2 separate regions of the Anas platyrhynchos genome follow, and region 2 is linked to region 1. Evidence: chromatin contacts called from public Hi-C data. All regions are on one chromosome and are shown on one strand. Each heading gives the region's core, a stretch centred on a gene start, on an enhancer-like site or on the middle of the called end of the contact. The rest is flanking DNA. Distances are from core to core; before and after follow the strand shown. Region 1 overlaps GSE1 (Gse1 coiled-coil protein). Region 2 holds the start of GINS2 (GINS complex subunit 2).

Region 1 (7,919 bases), core at 2,074-4,573:
ACGGCACCCCGATGGCACCCCGGCGCGCACCCCGATGGGGTTCACGGGGCACCTCCTTCTCCTCCAAGCTCCTCGCCCCCCTCCCTCCAGTTTTTGGGGCACGGATCCCCCTCGGCTCCTCCATCTGCCAGGCTGAAGCACACCGGGCACGGCCCCAGCTCGCCGCCCACGGCGCCTGCTGCACCTCGCCTGCGTTCCTCCTGCTGGCGGCGGCTTCCCGGGGAGCGGGGACGTGTCCAAGGGCGAAGAGGAGCTCGGCCCCAGGAAGCTGCCGGCTGTCACCCGCACGCCGGCTCCGGGCACGCTGCTCCCTCCCTTTGCCACCCATCTGTCCCCATCCCCAGCACCCGAGGCCACCCAACACCGAGGTGCCACCCAGGCGGCGGCGGCACGGCGCTGCTCCGGGGCTGAGCGGATCCCCACGGAGGAAAAACACACACCCAAACAGCTCCCCCTCTGCAAACACTCCCCCAGACAACAAAAAAACGAGCTGGCGCTGCCTACCCCCCCCCCCCTTGCACTCGCTCCTCTGACACAGCAATTAGAGGCAGGCATTAATATTTAAATATCGCCAGCTCTGGAGAAGGGAAAATAATCAAATCAAATCGCTGCCGCGCCGCCCCAGCGAGCTCTCCGTGCTGGAGACACCAGGGCGCCTGGGGGAGCGCGGCCCCCGCCTCGCCTGGGCACCTGGGGACACGAGCAGCCCCCAGGGGGTGGCAGGATGGGGGGTGTGGGGGCACGGGGGAGGCTCCTGGGGTTGTGGAGAGGGATTTTGGGCACTGAGAGCAAACGGATGGCAGGGAGAGGGCTGGGGGCACGCTCCTGGTGTTGACCCCGACGGTCTCAGCCTGCCCCCGCTGCATGGGATCGGGGTGGGGGGCGAGCTGCCGCGCTGTGCCACCCACCCCACAGGGGACATGGGGACACGGGGGTGGCAAAGCAGCGGTGCCACCAGGAGAAACCCCTTTCTGGATGGGGTCAGCGTGGGCAAGGAGGTGGCAGCAAGCCGTGGCGATGCTCCCAAAGCTCGCTCCCAGCCCCAAAAACCCTTCCCAACACGGCAAGGCCGCGGGGTGCCGGGGAAGGGGGGCACGGCAGCCTGGTTCCCCCCCCCCATGGAGACACCGGCACGGCCCCGCCGGTGCTAAGAGGCTGTGCCGGAGCAGCAAAGAGGATTTAGTGCTAAACGCGAGGGGCTTTAGCGGCAATAACTTTCCCTCCTCTTGACTTAAATGGATTTCCAACTTCAAAAAGGAGCCAGGGGGCACGCTGCCAAGCAGCGGGGCCGCGGCGGCCGCCCAAGGGCCGACCCCGTGGGCGTTGTGGGGGCCGAGGGGGGGGCGTGAGCAGAGCCGGGGACAACGGCCGAGGCAGATGAGGGGAGGCAGATAAGGGAGCGGGGTGGGAGGGGGGTTGGTTGGTGGTGGCGGGGGGGGGCCGTGGTGCAGGAGGCCCCGCGATAATGCGCCCGCGTTATCGGCGCGGGAGCAACGGGGGCGCTTCCTCCCGCTGCAACCGCCCGCATTTCGGGTGCCGGGATGGCAAAGGGGGGGGGCTGCAGGGAGCTGAGAGGCCCCCACACCCCCGGCACCGTCACCGCAGGCCCCCCCCCAACCCCCCCGGGCTGAGCAGCGAGGGAAGCCAGGGCACGGAAAGTGCTATTTCAAGGGCAATCCCCTTGGCAGCCTTCCCGGAGCGGTCACACCGAACCACGCGCGCTCGCGCCCTGCCAAGCTTTGTCCCCGCGGCCCCCCCCGACCCCTGGCCTCGCTGCCCTTCGCCCCCCCTCCGGCACCTCTGGCCAACCCCTGAGCTGCCCCGTGACCCCCCCAGGGCACGCGGTTCCCCTCCCCTCCTCCCCGGGACACCCACAGCTGGGGCTTGGGGACAGGAGTTGGGGACGGGAGTGTGACCCCCGGCACGGTGCCCCCCACCCCGAAGTGCCCCGTTGCACCCAGCACACCCCATCCAGACACAGCCAGCATGGGTGGAGACCCCCCCACCCCAAAATAAAGCCCCCCCAAATGCCCCCAGCCCTCCTCCTGCTGCAGCACCCGCTTCCTTGCCCGACCCCCCCGTGGTGCCGGGGTGCACGGCTGGTGCCACAGAGGGTCTGGGGGCTCGGAGAAGGAGCAAGGAGAAGGGAAATTAAAAGCACCCCCCCACACCCCTTGCTCCGGAGCTTCCCCCCGAAACCTGCAGCCCCACGCAGGGCCGCGAGCGTGTCAGGAAGCGATAAAAACGGCCTGCTGCTGCCGCCGAGCTGCGCGTCCCGCGGCACCCTGCCCGTCCCCCCCCCTCCCCAACCCTCCCCGAGACGGCAGGAGCCCTGGCCCCCCGCCAAAGCCACTGTCTCCACTGTAATTCTCCCTGCCCCGGAGCCAGCACACACACACACACACACACACACACACACACACGCATGCACACACGCTCCCCTCGTTGCAAAAGGCCTGGGTGTGCACGCTCCTGCACGCTCCCACCGGTGCGCACACGCTTGCGCACGCCCCCCCTGGGTGCACGCCCCCCCAGCAGCGCTCAGCACACGCCACAGGGCTCCAAGTGCTTGCACACGCGTGTGCACGCACACCCCAAATCCCCCCCCTGCGCTGCACGGGAGCCTCACACCCCAGCTGGCCCAGCGTGGCCGTGCCAAATCCCCCTCCCCAAACCCGGCACCTCCCCGCAAGGTTAGGCAAACACTGCCGGGCTCACACACACACACACACACCCCACACGCATGCACACGCACGCGGCCTCGCGCACGCCTGCCTCGCACGCAGCCGGCCCCGCGGGGGCACACCCACAAACCACACAGGCTCACCCATCTGCTCGGCCGGCGCGCAGGCGCGCGGGCGCTCGCAGGAAGAGGCGCCGCTGCCTTCCCGCTGCCTTTTCCCTCCATTAACTCCTCCGCAGCTCCCGCCCGGGTACCCCGACGCCCCCCTCCAAGCATCCCCTCGGCACCCCCGCGACCGCTGGGGAGCCTCCGCCGCGCTTGGCTGGAGGAGGAGGAGGAGGAGAGGAGGAAGAGGAAGGCCGGGCATTCGCTCTGCTGCACCCAGGAGGTGCTCTCCAGAGGACGGGGAGGGCAGGAGGGTGCCGGCACCCACCTCAGGTGCTGGCACCCACCGCGGCCTCGCCATGCAAAGCAGGAGCAGGGCTGGGGCAGGGCACCCAGGTGCCGAAGCGCCCAGGTTATTAGGGAGCCGGCGAGGCGACCCGTCGGGCCCCGGGGCGAAGGGCAAGGCAGGGCTGGAAGAGCGAGGCTGGAACCGAGCAGATAAACACGCCGGGAGACGATTAGCCCGGGAGATGGGCGAGACTGGGAGGCCGTGACCTCACCCCGCGGAAAGGGCGACGCGGCGCACGTTAGCCGGGCTCCCCCCTCGGCACGGAGAGGGTGGCAAAAGGCTCCCGGAGGTGGCGGGGGACGTTTGGGGACGGCGGTAAGGCACGGGCTGCCCGCTGCCCCGTGGGGAAACCGAGGCCCAGCCCTACGACGAGGGGGGGAGAGTGCCAAGAGCAGGGCACGGAGCCGTGCCAAGGTCACTGGCACCGACTGGTGGCACCCCCAGGGTATCCCCAGCACCCTGACACCGGCGCAGCGGGGGTGGCCTCTTGTGTCCTCACCTTGGGGACAAAAAGCCCCTTGTCCCCCCCCCACAAGGACCCGGTGACCCACCAAGAGCCAGGCAGCACCCACCGGGTGCCACGACCCCGTGCGCCCCCCCTGGAGACGCAGCAGGCGGGTCACCGAAGGGGGGCACCCCCCAGTTGTCACCCCCACACCTTGCCCCCCCCCAGCACCCCTCCTGCTTGGAGAGGGGGGGCTCGGAGAGGCCGGGGGCACCCACCCCACCCCAGTGCTGTTATGGGGTGAAGGGGTCGGGGGGCATAAAACGGACCGTGGGGAGGGGGCAACAGAGCTCGGGGGCACCCGGGGGGGTCCCGGGGAGGGGGGGGGGGCGCACGGGGGCGCAGCACTCACCCAGCGGCCGCGCCGTCCACCGGGGGCCGCGCTCGTCCATGGATGGGCACGGAGCGCTGCGCGCAGAGGGATGGGGAGGGGGGGGGACGGGCCCGGGAGGCGCCGGAGCGGGGCCCGGCAGGGCGAAAGGGAGCGGAGAGGAGCCGTGCCGAGCCGTGCCGAGCCGAGCCGTGCCGTGCCTTCCCCCGCCGCTTCCTGCTTCCCTCGGCGCCCGCCCGCCGCCCCGGGAGCGCACGGCTGGAGCGTGACTCACCGGGGGCCGGGCCGGGCAGGGCAGCGCCCCGCGGGGGGGCGGCCCCGGCTGGCACCTTCCCGAGGGGGGAGGACCCGAGGGGAGCTGGGGTCAAGTCCCCCTTGCGCCCCCTTTGGAAAAGCTGGGGGGTTGGGGGGGGAGGTGGGGATGGGGAGGGACCTCTCCAAGGGGATTGAGGGCCCCCCCCCACCTCCCCAAGGGGATTGGGGTGCCAAGGGGGGGCTGTATGATGGCAGAGTGGGGAAAGGGGGGTGGGGGGGCTTAGGGGGGAATGGGGGGCAGCCGTTGGTTTGCGTGGGGTGAGGAGCTGGGTGCTGACCCCATACCCAGCATCAGTGGGGAGGGGGGGGCAAAAGATAGGGGCAGCAGGGCCACCTCCACCTCAAATGGGGTCTCCCCCCCTTCCCCACATGCTGGGACCTCCATCCAAGCACAGGGCACGGGCGGGATCCCCTCCTGGTCGGTGAGGACCCCACGGAGGTGCCACCACACGCACCCAGGGCTGGCACCAGCACAGACCCCACAGGGGGGGCCACGGGGCTGGCACCACCTCGGGGTGCTGTTTGTGAGGATGCTGGCACCCAGCCCCCTCCATGCACCCCAAAAACCCCTTGCACAGGGCACAGGAAGGGGGACCCAGCAATCTACCCTCCCTGGGGATGGGAAGGCGGTGGCCACCCCCGTGCCACCCCAACCACAACTCCACGGGGCTCTGCCCGCACGCTGGTGACCGAGGGGCTCGGAGAGCCCCCAAAAATGAGCTGCGTGGCCAGAGAGGGAAACCACCGGTCCTTAACAGGCGGCACGAGTCCTCGGGGAAGGTCGAGGTCCTGCCGAGCCTGTCCGGCGTGCGGAGCAGCCCGCGAGGCTCCGGAGAGGAATTTGGGCCCAGCGCTGCCGGCCATGAACTTGCAGCTCTCCGGGAGGAGATGCAGAGACCACAGCAGGGGGGGCTTCACAGCGGGGAAAAACAACCCCTGAAATATGGGGGGGCTGACCCGGGCTGCTGTGCACCCAGCCCGAGTGCCCCCAAACCCTAAAAGAGGGGCTGGAGGGCAGCATCCAGCCACAACCCCTCCAAAACCACAGCACCCCACTGCCCGTGGTGCCCCCCTGCCCGTGGTGCCCACCCTGCCCGTGACGCCCCCACCTCCCCCAGTCCCACCATTCCTCACCCCCTCCCCTCCTTTTTTTCCCCATTCTATTTTAAATTTTCATGGCATTCTTTCTCAAGGATCCGGAGGAACAAATGCCCTTATCAGCAATTCTCACAAGGTATAAAGAGCCACTTTTATCTCGCTGCCTTTACTAATCTAGAGCGAGCCAATGCCTGTTAATTTTTTTTAATTTTCCTAGTGAATGGGTTTATGGCTTTGTCAGCATCTCCACGCTCACGCACACACACGTGCCCGCGCACGGCACCGCACGCCTGCACCTGGAGCTGGCCTGGATGGGGGCGATGCCCGAGCCCCCTCAGTATTTCTCGCTGTCAGCCCCCCGTTTCCCAGCTCTCCGGACTCTGCCAGACCCGAACCCGAATTCCTCAGGCTGAAATGTTCCACGCCGGGGTGCCTCCACGAGCCGGCGTTCCAAAAGTAGTGCTGGAGCTTTGGCCGGTTCCGACGATGAAATATGGGGTGTGCATATTCCAAAATAATAATAATAATAATTTAAAAAGCAAGAAACCCCCCAGCATCTCCCCGAGAAGCCTCCAGGATCACAGTGCTGAAAAATCGCCGTGATGGAAGGAGCTGGCTCCCCAAAAACCCTGCCTGTACCTGGCCAAGTGAGCGCCCGCTGGAAATCGTGTTCCAAAGCAATAACGAAATGATTTCAGGCTCGTTAAAGTCTGGCAGCCCGATTCACCAAAACCTCAGCCGGCACAAAGCAAGCCCCATCCTGGGCCCAGCACCCGGCCGAGCCCCCTCTAGCCACCTCCATGACCAGGCAAAAAGCAGCTTTCCACCCCAAAACCACGCAGGGAAGAGCTGGAAGGGGGCGAAGGGGACGCAAAGAGAGGAGTGGGTGGCCGTGGCAGAGCAGGTCCCACGTCCCCAGGGGGCTGTCACCTGCACCCCGCACGGGGCTGAAGGCTTGGGCTCTGCGCTCTTTGCCGGTGGCAGCGGGAGGGGACGGCGGCGCTGACAGAGGTGACAAGTGTGGCTCTGCTTTTGCAACCACAAAGGAGTTTCATCGGTGCTGGAAAGCCCCGGGTGTCACACGAGGCCAGCCGGCCCCTCCCCGGCAAGCTCCGGGTTGTGCCAGCATCTGGCCGGCTGGGCCGCCTGGGGACACGGCGGTGGCACCTTGGGGACACCCCGGGGTCCCCAAAGCTGTGCCAGCCTCAGGGGACACGGTGCCGGTGGCTCAGCCTGAGGATTCCCGTGCACAGATGTCACCGGCACCCGCTCCGAGCTGCCTGGGGGACACGGGGGGGTGGGGGTGGCTCGCCCCCGTCCCCGAGGGGCAGGCAGGGCGGGCGCAGGCTGCCCACACGCCGAGCCCGGGGCTGGGAACGCCAGCACCCGGCCGCGGCGCGCAGATGAGATGTGGCAGGCGTGTAACAAGCCATTAGTCACTGTCACCTTTGCCCGGCAGCCACTGGCAGGGTAATAAATCCAGCGCTGACTCCGGCAGGCCCGTTCCAGGCCACAGCTCCCAGCCTGCCTGCGCACCGGGCTGTGAGCAGCTTGCAAATGCAGCCTGCCCCCCCCTTCCCCTCGGTCCCCCCCTCCCTCGGGGACGCAGCGCACGGGCTGCCGCACGGCTGAGTCTGCCCACGGCGCCCCAGCGCCCAGCCCTGCCCTTGCTGGGGGCTGGAGGGGGGCACAAAACCTCCCCGTGCGCCCTGGGGGGGTGGCACTGCCTGCCTTGGCTCCCTGCCCGCTGCACCTTGCGGTGCCCGGCTGTCCCCAGCGCAGTGCCAGGAGCTGGCATTGGCAGCTGCTGCTGGATCAAAGCAGCCTGGCACGGCACGGCACGGTGTGGCACGGCGTGGCACGGCACAGCACGGCACAGCGTGGCACGGCACGGCACAGCGTGGCATGGCACGGCACGGTGTGGCACGGCACGGCGCACCCGCCGGGAAGGGCTGGCAAACCAGCCGGTCCTGGGAGGCGGCAGGCGGGAAGCAGGCGTGCTGTGATGCCTCTCCCAAAAATGCTGCCGCTCCTGACGGACGAGGCGGCCGAGTCCTGGGAGCTGCGGCCCGGCCCAGCCCCTGGGCTTCTCCCTCTTCCCCCCCAACTCGGCCCCCAACGGGGCCTGCCCAATGCTGCGGCTCCCCGCGGCGCCCGTGGCCTGACTCACAGCCCTGGGGACGGCGGGCAGGGCACCGGGGTCACCTCCCCAAAATTTCAGTGCCTTTCGGCTGCCCATCCCCAAAATCTCCTCGTGGCGAGGGGGCTTGGGAACCCCCTCGTGCCCCGTAGCACCTACTTGTAGCTCCGGCGTCCGCACCCTCTGCATCCAAAGCCGTCCTCTGGCTGCGCTCGAGGCCGGGATCCGGGGCTGCGCCTGGGCTCTCCTTGGTGCCCAGCGGCCGGTGCCGGGGCTCGGCGGTGGCGGGCTTGGCAACGGGCGTCTCGAGGGAAGGGGGGGCCGCCTGGAAGAAAAGCAGGACACGGCTCAGCGCTGGGGGCACGGCCACGGGGCCACGGGGACGCAGAGGGC
Region 2 (7,919 bases), core at 2,209-4,708, 62 kb before region 1:
TGCGAGGGGACTCCGGGGTTTTTTTTCCAGCCCTGGAGGATTTGGGGCATGGTCCTGAGCTCGCTGTTGTTTTCCTGGGTTTGGGGTTTGCTCAGAGGTGGGGCCGTGGGAAGGATGCTCGGGGTTGGGGTGCTCGGGGGCAGCGCCCAGCACGGGGCAGCTCGCCAAACTTCACTTTTTTTTTTGCACCAAACTTTACTTTTCTCAGCTCTGGCTCGGAGAGGGGGACGTGGGACTCCCGGTGCCGCTCGGCAGAGGCTGGGATGTGGTTTTGGGGACCTGTGGCACGGCCCAAGGGGGCTGCAGGGATGGGCAGGGGGTGGTGGCCACCTCCTGACCCCATGGCACCAGCACCCATGGGCGCACATCCCCTGCCTGGTCCGGGGTGGCACCAAGGGAGATTTGGGAAGCGGTGGCCCCGTTGTCACAGCGGGGCTCCAAGGGTGTCCCCGGTGATGCTTCACCCCAAAATGAGCCCTCAGAGCCCTGGAGGAGAGGGGACACATCACCCACGGGGTCCCTGTCCATGGGGTCCTCATCCATGGGGTCCCCATCCTGGTGTCCCCATCCTGGTGTCCTCATCCACGGTGGATAAAGTTTTCCCCCAAAACCCTCCAAAACAGTTGAATTTTAAAGAGCAGCCTCCCCTCTCTGTTTTCTGCCCATTTAACCCCTCCCCAAAGCAGGACGAAGCCTCAGCACCCGTGTGCCCCCTCCCCATTTTGGGGACGCCAGGCAGCCTGCTGCAGGGGACCCCAGAGACCCTCCCCTAACCTTAGGGTGGCTGCAGAGAGGGGCTGGGGGTCACCAAAACACCCCAAAACAGGGTCAAAACCACGGGGGAGCAGCCCCAAAACACCCCCTCACTCCCCAAACCAGCCTCGGCTCCAACAGGCAGGCTCAGAGCCCGCAATAAAACACCCCCCCCCCTCAATCCCCTCCCCGGCTCCCTTACATAAGGCAGGGCTTTATCCTTAATTAAAAAGAGATTAAAAATATCAGTGGCTTGTCCCCGCCGGGCGTTTTCCTGCTTCGGAGAGGAGTTAAAACCTGGCTGCCGGGCGCGGGGCTGGGGCTTTGCTCATGATTAAAAAAAAAAATCAGATTAAAGCGATCTGCATCCAGCGGGGTGGGTGGGCAAACGGGGAAATGGGATGCGGGGATTCTCCGGTGGCTCGTATAGGGTTGAGCCAACGATGCTGTCCCCTCCCCTAGGCTTGAAGACGTGCGTGAGCAGCGGGAACGGCGCCGGGGGGGTCCCGGCAGCGGGCGACAAACACCTACACGTGCCCTCCATCATCGTCACACCCCCCACGCCCACGGGGGCCACGCTGTCCCGGGACACCCGGAGAGCCACCGGGGGGACATCGCCACCCTGCAACCGGCGCTGAGCACTCAGGGGGGCACCGGAGACCCCAAAATCACCCCGGGGACGACGCTTTTTGGGGAGCAGCTTGGCCAAGAAGCCCCCTTCGCCCCCCCCCCAGAGGCTGGTGTGTGAAAGCAGATGGAAATTTAATTTTTTAATGCCAGCAGCAGATGGCAAAAGGCACCCGAGTGTGTTCGCGGCATGGCACAGCCGTTCATAAAGCGTCCCGAGGAGCCGTGCTGCGTGCTGGTGGCACCGCGGGGACCGCGCCACGACGGGGGCACCCCCGGGGTGGGGTGGGGAGAGGTGGGGGGGGACGGGGGTGCGTGGGGGGGTGGAGGGATGGGTGTGGGGGGTGGGTGGGTGGGTGAGTGGGTGGGTGGATGGATGGATGGATGGATGGATGGGTGGAAGGAGGGATGGAGGGATGGGTGGATGGGTGGGTGGCTGTGTGGCTAGGTGGGTAGATGGATGGGTGGGAGGATGGATGGATGGATGGATGGATGGATGGATGGATGGATGGATGGATGGATGGATGGATGGATGGATGGATGGATGGATGGATGGATGGATGGATGGATGGATGGATGGATGGGTGGGTGGGTGGATGGGTGGGTGGGTTGTTGGGTAGATGGATGGATGGGTGGGAGGATGGATGGATGGATGGAATGGTAGATGGCGGGGTGGGTGGGTGGACAAGTTGGTGGATGGATGGGTAGGTAGGTGGGTGGGTGGGTGGGTGGGAAGATAGATGGATGGAGGGATGGATGGATGGAGGGATGGATGGATGGATGGAAAGAGGGATGGAGGGATGGGTGGGTGGTTGTGTGGCTAGGTGGGTAGATGGATGGATGGATGGGTGGGAGGATGGATGGATGGGTGGGTGGGTGGGTGGAATGGTAGATGGCGGGGTGGGTGGGTGGGTGGACAAGTTGGTGGATGGATGGGTAGGTAGGTGGGTGGGAAGACAGATGGATGGAGGGATGGAGAGATGGATGGATGGGTGGGTGGAGGGGTGGGTGGGTGGTTGCATGGATAAGTGGGTAGATGGATGGGTAGATGGGTGGTTGGGTGGTTGGATGGGTAGGTGGGTAGATGGATGGGTGGGTGGATTGGTGGATGGGTGGGTGGGTGGTTGGATGGATGGACAGGAGGATGAATGGATGGATGGGAGGGTAGATGGATGGGTGGATAGGTGGGTGGGTATGCAAGTGGGTGAATGGATGGGTAGGTGAGTGGGTGGGTGAGTGGAAGGAAGGAAGGAAGGATGGAAGGAAGGATGGGTGGGTAGATAGATGGATGGGTGGGTGGATGGGTGCACGTGTGGCTGGATGGGTAGATGGTGGGGTGGGTGGATGGATGGATGGATGGATGGGTGGATGGACGGACGGACGGACGGACGGACAAAGGGGTAGATGGATGGATGGGTAAGAGGATGGGTGGATGGGTGATTGAATGGGAGCATGGGTGGGTGACTGGGTGGGTAGATGGATGGGTGGGTGGGTGGACGGGTGGATGGATTATGGATGGACAGATGGATGGATGGGTGGATGCACAGACAGACAGACAGACGGATGGACAGATCCCCGTGCAGCAGCAGGGAAGCAGACCCCTGTACACCAGGCAGCACCTGCCCGTGTGCAGCCTCCCGGGGACACAGGGGCAGGGCTGGGGGCGGACGGGGGGTCCCATAACGGGGTCCTGGGGGGGTCCTGGGGGGTCCCGGGGGTCCCTGCGTGGCGCTGCCCGCCCCGGCCGCCAGGGGGCAGCAGTGAGCAGCAGGGAGCGGGGCGCACTGCGCATGTGCAGCACCGGGGAGGAGGAGTCTGCCCCCGCGGCGCCCTGGCAACAAGTGCTGAGCGCTGATTGGTCGATGCTCCCCCGCGGACGCGTTCGGATTGGTCCCGCGGCTAGCGGCGCGCACCTCCCCTCTCCGCGCGGCAGCCAATGGGAAGTCAAGGGCGAGACGGGTTAACCAATCAGAGAGCTCCGAGCCACGCCGCGTCCCGCCCCCAAGCGGAGAGCGCGAAAAAGCGGCCGGCGGCGGGAAGCGGGAGAGGTGGGCGGGGCTTAGAGGCCGCGCAGCCAATGGGGAGGGCGGGAGCGTGGCGGGCCCAGAGCCGGTTCCGCTTCCGCTTCCGGTTCCGGTGCCGTCGCCATGGAGCCGGCTGAGGCGGAGTTCCTGGCCGAGCAGGAGCTGGTGACGATCGTGCCCAGCTTCAGCATGGACCGAGTGCACCTCATCGGGGTGCGGGGCCGGGGGCAGAAACGGGGGCCTGGGGGGAGAAACGGGGGGTTTGGGGTGAAAAATGGGGGTTTTGGGGTCAGAAATGGGGGTTTGGGGGCAGGGGAAGGCCGCTGCGGGGGGCGGGGGTTGGGGGTTGGGAGGGGAGGAGCTGAGGGGGGCTGGGGGCAGGGATTGGGGGGTTGGGGGCAGAAAGGGGGGGTTTAGAGGCAGGATCTGGGGATATGGGGTCAGGGATGGGGGTTTTGGGGTCAGGGATGGGGAATTTGGGGTCAGGGATGGGGGTTTTGGGGTCAGGGATGGGGGTTTTGGGTCAGGGATGGGGTTTTGGGGTCAGGGATGGGGGTTTTGGGGTCAGGGGAAAGATGTTTTGGGGGACAGGGGTTGGGGGATCAGGGGAACAGAGCTGAGGGGGCTTGGGGGCAGGATCGGGGGATTTGGGGTCAGAAATGGGAGTTTGGGGGACAGGGGCGGGGATTTGGGGCCAGGGGAAAGGTGATTTTCGGGATGGGGCTTGGAGGATGTGGGGTCATGGTTGGGGGGTTTGGGGTCAGGGGCTGGGGGTTTTGGGGTCAAAGTTGGGGAATTTGGGGCCAGGATCAGGGATTTTGGGGTCAGGGCTAGTAGATTTGAGTCTGGGACTGAGGGAATTTGGGGTTCAGAGCTGGGGGGGGGTTAAGGTCAGGGGATGAGGTATTTGGGGTCAGGATCGGGGCGTTTGAGACCGGGGTTGGGGGATTTGGAGTGAGGATTGGGGGAGGCTGGGCTCAGGGGCTGCGGGGCTGGGGGGTGGAGGTGTGGGGGGACTGAAGGGGCAGGGGCTGGGAGGGGGCGTGGGGAGCAGGAGGTGGAAATTGAGGCACTGCCCGGCTCAGACCTCTCCAAATCCCCTAATAACTCCCCAGAAGCCAGAGGAGCAGGGCGCTGCAGTGCCCGAGCCCTTTCCCTCACCGTATTTCCCTCTCCCATCCCTCTTGCAGGGGGACCTGGGCCCTTTCAATCCGGGGCTGCCGGTGGAGGTGCCGCTGTGGCTGGCCATCAACCTGAAGCAGAGGCAGAAATGCCGCCTGGTGCCCCCGGAGTGGATGGACGTGGGTGAGCTTCAGCGGGGGCGAGGGAAAGACAAAAACCCACGGGCATCTGCTGGTAACATGGAGCTGAATTCACCAGACACGAGTTAACACTGAGAGAAGGAGCTGATTTCCCTCCTTTTGATTTATTTTCGCAAAAAAAAACGAAATCTTCCTGGGCAGATCAGGCACAGCTTGCCCTGGTGCAGCAGCTGCCAGCCCCCGGGACGGGCGTTGGGGCTTTTTCCTTCACCCGGGAACCTTTTTTCTCCCTTCACACTCTCTGCATTTACCTGAGTTCAGCTCGCGGGCTCGGTTCTGCAAAACCAGCCTGCCTTTTTGCCTTTTTTTTCTCCTCCTGACCGCTCCTGGCTGCCTTGCAGAAAAACTGGAGGAAATACGGGACCAGGAACGCAAAGAGGACACCTTCACCCCCATGCCCAGCCCCTACTACATGGAGCTGACGAAGCTGCTGTTAAACTAGTAAGCGTGGGGACATTTTGGGGTGCGTGTTCACCCGGACGATTTCTCAGGGTTTTGTTTGCAGCATCCTTTTTTTTTTTTCCCCCCAGCGCCTCCGACAACATCCCCAAGGCCGACGAGATCCGCACGCTGGTGAAGGACACGTGGGACACGCGCATGGCCAAGCTGCGCCTGTCCGCCGACAGCTTCGTCCGGCAGCAGGAGGCTCACGCCAAGGTTTGGGGGCAGCGGGGGCTCGGCAGCTCTGCTCGTGGATCCCCCGAGGGGTGGGGAGAGAAATCCTGCGGGTTCTGCGCTTCTCCTGCCCCCCTGGGTGCAGCCGGGTTGTCCTTTGGGGTGGCACCGAGGGAAAATGAGCGCTGCGGAGCTGTTGGCTGCGTTCCTCATCTCCCGCATCATCAGGGCCTCAAATTTTGTGGCTTTTTCTCTCTTTCCAGCTGGATAACCTGACCCTGATGGAGATCAACACCATCGGGACGTTCCTCACGCAAGCCCTGGACCACATGTACAAGCTGCGCACCAACCTGCAGCCCTCCCACAGCTCCCAGTCGCAGGATTTCTGAGGCGCCCGCCCTCAAACCTTCCCCCGGAGAGTGGGGGAAATTCAGAGCCTGCCGGGGAGCTGCTCTCTGCTCGGCTGCTCTCTGGCGGCAGGCAGAGCTCCCTGCCCTGCCCGGCGTGGCTGTGCTTCGGAGAGGGAACTTCTGAGGGCAGCACAGGCCACGCGCCGGCTTGGGAGAGAGGAATTTCGAGGCGGCGCTTCGCCGAGAATCCGCTCAGAGCCATGAGAAGAGGAGCCCGAGGCGTGCGCCGGGGAGATCAGCAACCTCCGGCTGCTCCCTGTGCAGGAGGACAAAAGGAAAGGGTTTTCCCTCTCCCGCCCAGGCTGTTTTGTACGAGATCTCATTTTTATTTGTGGCTGAAACTAAAAATAAAGAAGCGAGCGGCCACTGAGCGAGCCGCGCTGAATTTCCTCACGTTTTTTTTTCCATCTGGGGGTCAAACGGTGCTGGGGGGGGCAAACAACGTGGGCTGAGCAACGTGGGAGCAGGGCAGCTTCCCCCTGGCTGCTGGGGCAGGAAGAATCCTTTGCCATCGTTGAAGCTTTTATTTCTGTGGACGTTTCCAGCAATTCCAGCCCTGTGTTCCTAAATAGCTAACCACTACATTCGATAAATGATATATTCCATTACAATTAATCCAAATAAGTACAGATAGAACAGGTTTAGTGCTTTTTTTTCTTCTTTTTCCCAATTATTTCCTTGTTTTCTGTTACCTCCCTGCTTTTCCTGCCCTCTCCTGGCTCTGCCTGTTACCGCTCCAGTGATTTCCACGCGGGGTGGGGACAAAGAGACAGGACCCGGGGGGAATCCTCCTGAGAAGCTGCGAGCACAGGGTCAAAAACTCGATTTTGGGCTGCTGTGGGGGGGAATTCTCAGCGTGGGAGCTGCGGGGGAGAAATTTTGCCCACGATTTTTCCATCCCCAACCTCTTTTTCCCAGCCTGGCACTCGGGGAAGGGGAAGGTTTGGGGAGCACCCCAAGGAGCCAGGCATGCGCCCAGCCTCAGGGTGTGCCCCCATTTCCCCTGCCCAAACGCCTTCCCTTCACTCTGTCTGATTGTTTTGGGATTTTGGGGGATTTTGGGGGATTTAGGGGGATTTTGGGGCTGTGCCCGCTGCAGTGGGGTTGGGTCCCCCTTCCCCGTGCTGCCCCTTTCCAACCCCGTGCAGCCCCTGCTGGTTTTAGGATTGGGACATTGGGACTCACCCCCACCCCCCATGCAGCACCGCAGCTGCCCCAGTGCTTGGAGGGACCCAAAAAAAGACAGAAACCAAAGGGAAAAGGGAAAAAACAATCAGAATTGGAGGGATGGGGAAGGGGGGGGGGCTGTGGTGTGACAGCACCTGCCCCAGTGGAAATGGGATTTGTTTTTTCAATTCTTTCTTTTTTTTCTCAATTTCTTTTCTAGCTTTTCTGCCCTGACCAGCAGCAGTGCTAAAAGCAAGTCCTTGTGCCAAAAAAAAAAAAAAAGAGAGAAAAAGGGCTGGGAGGAAAGGGGAGAAACCAAGGCCAAAATTAAAAAAAAAAAAGAAGAAACGTTAAAAAAAAAAAGGCAAGCTTTTTATAACAACAATTAAAGCAATCAAAACATACAAAACTTTGTCTTTCTTTAATATATATACACAGTACAAGGCTGAAGCACCTTTTTTTTTCTTTTTTTTTGACTCGAATTGCAGGAAAAAAAAGCCCCCCACAACCCCAAACCCCCCCCCGCCTGCCGCAGAGGAAGAAGAAGGTGCCTCCAGGAGTTCACGGACTTTATTTGAGAGCCAAGTGCATTTTCCAGGGGGAAACCCCACGGTAAGGGGGTGGGGGGGTTGGGGACACGTTTTGGGGTGTATGGGGGGGACACCCCCCTGCCACCGGCCCCGCGGGGCTCCTCCGGCTTTTAGTGTTGTCGGCGGAGTTTTTATAATCGGATTTTTTTTTAATTAAAAAACAAAAAAATGAGCTATATAAAGTGTTGGGGGTGCGGGGGGGGTCGCCCCCAAGGACGGGGACGGGGTGAGCGCCCGGCTCCCGCCTTCCTTTTTGCTTCATGCATGGCACATTCTCCGTTTGAAGTTCCTTTTTTTTTTTTTTTTCGCGTGTGTGTGTTGTTTGTTTTTTTTTTTTTAATTATTTTATTATTTTTTAGCTTCAAACCTCCCAGTGAAAAATATTAAATATTCCAGGTAATAAAATAGATT

The links. A called contact is a pair of places that touch in the nucleus more often than the background predicts.
Region 2: a Hi-C map of liver shows a contact between it and region 1, with 3 times the contacts expected there. The contact joins the promoter of GINS2 here to the enhancer-like site in region 1. A contact is called at or near these places in 2 of 8 Hi-C or Micro-C datasets (liver and subcutaneous adipose tissue).

The regions. Positions count from the first base shown.
Region 1 is chr12:2,644,590-2,652,508 of IASCAAS_PekinDuck_T2T, reverse strand. It overlaps GSE1 (Gse1 coiled-coil protein), which reads right to left. Exons shown (of 17, transcript XM_038185359.2): 2 at 7,686-7,851. Among named protein-coding and RNA genes, the nearest start is that of GSE1, 34 kb to the right of the region's middle. Within about 2 kb of position 3,323, at least 6 of the 8 cell types and tissues checked have an H3K27ac peak or open chromatin away from gene starts, as enhancers often do. A contact at or near this core is called in subcutaneous adipose tissue, where this site is marked.
Region 2 is chr12:2,706,270-2,714,188 of IASCAAS_PekinDuck_T2T, reverse strand. It overlaps GINS2 (GINS complex subunit 2), which reads left to right and starts at 3,458. Exons shown (of 5, transcript XM_027467180.3): 1 at 3,458-3,617; 2 at 4,595-4,709; 3 at 5,068-5,167; 4 at 5,257-5,383; 5 at 5,605-6,140. The coding sequence starts at 3,528. The coding sequence ends at 5,730. It overlaps GSE1 (Gse1 coiled-coil protein), which reads right to left. Exons shown (of 17, transcript XM_038185359.2): 17 at 7,473-7,919. It overlaps LOC113844962 (a long non-coding RNA gene), which reads left to right. Exons shown (of 2, transcript XR_003499995.3): 2 at 1,216-1,602.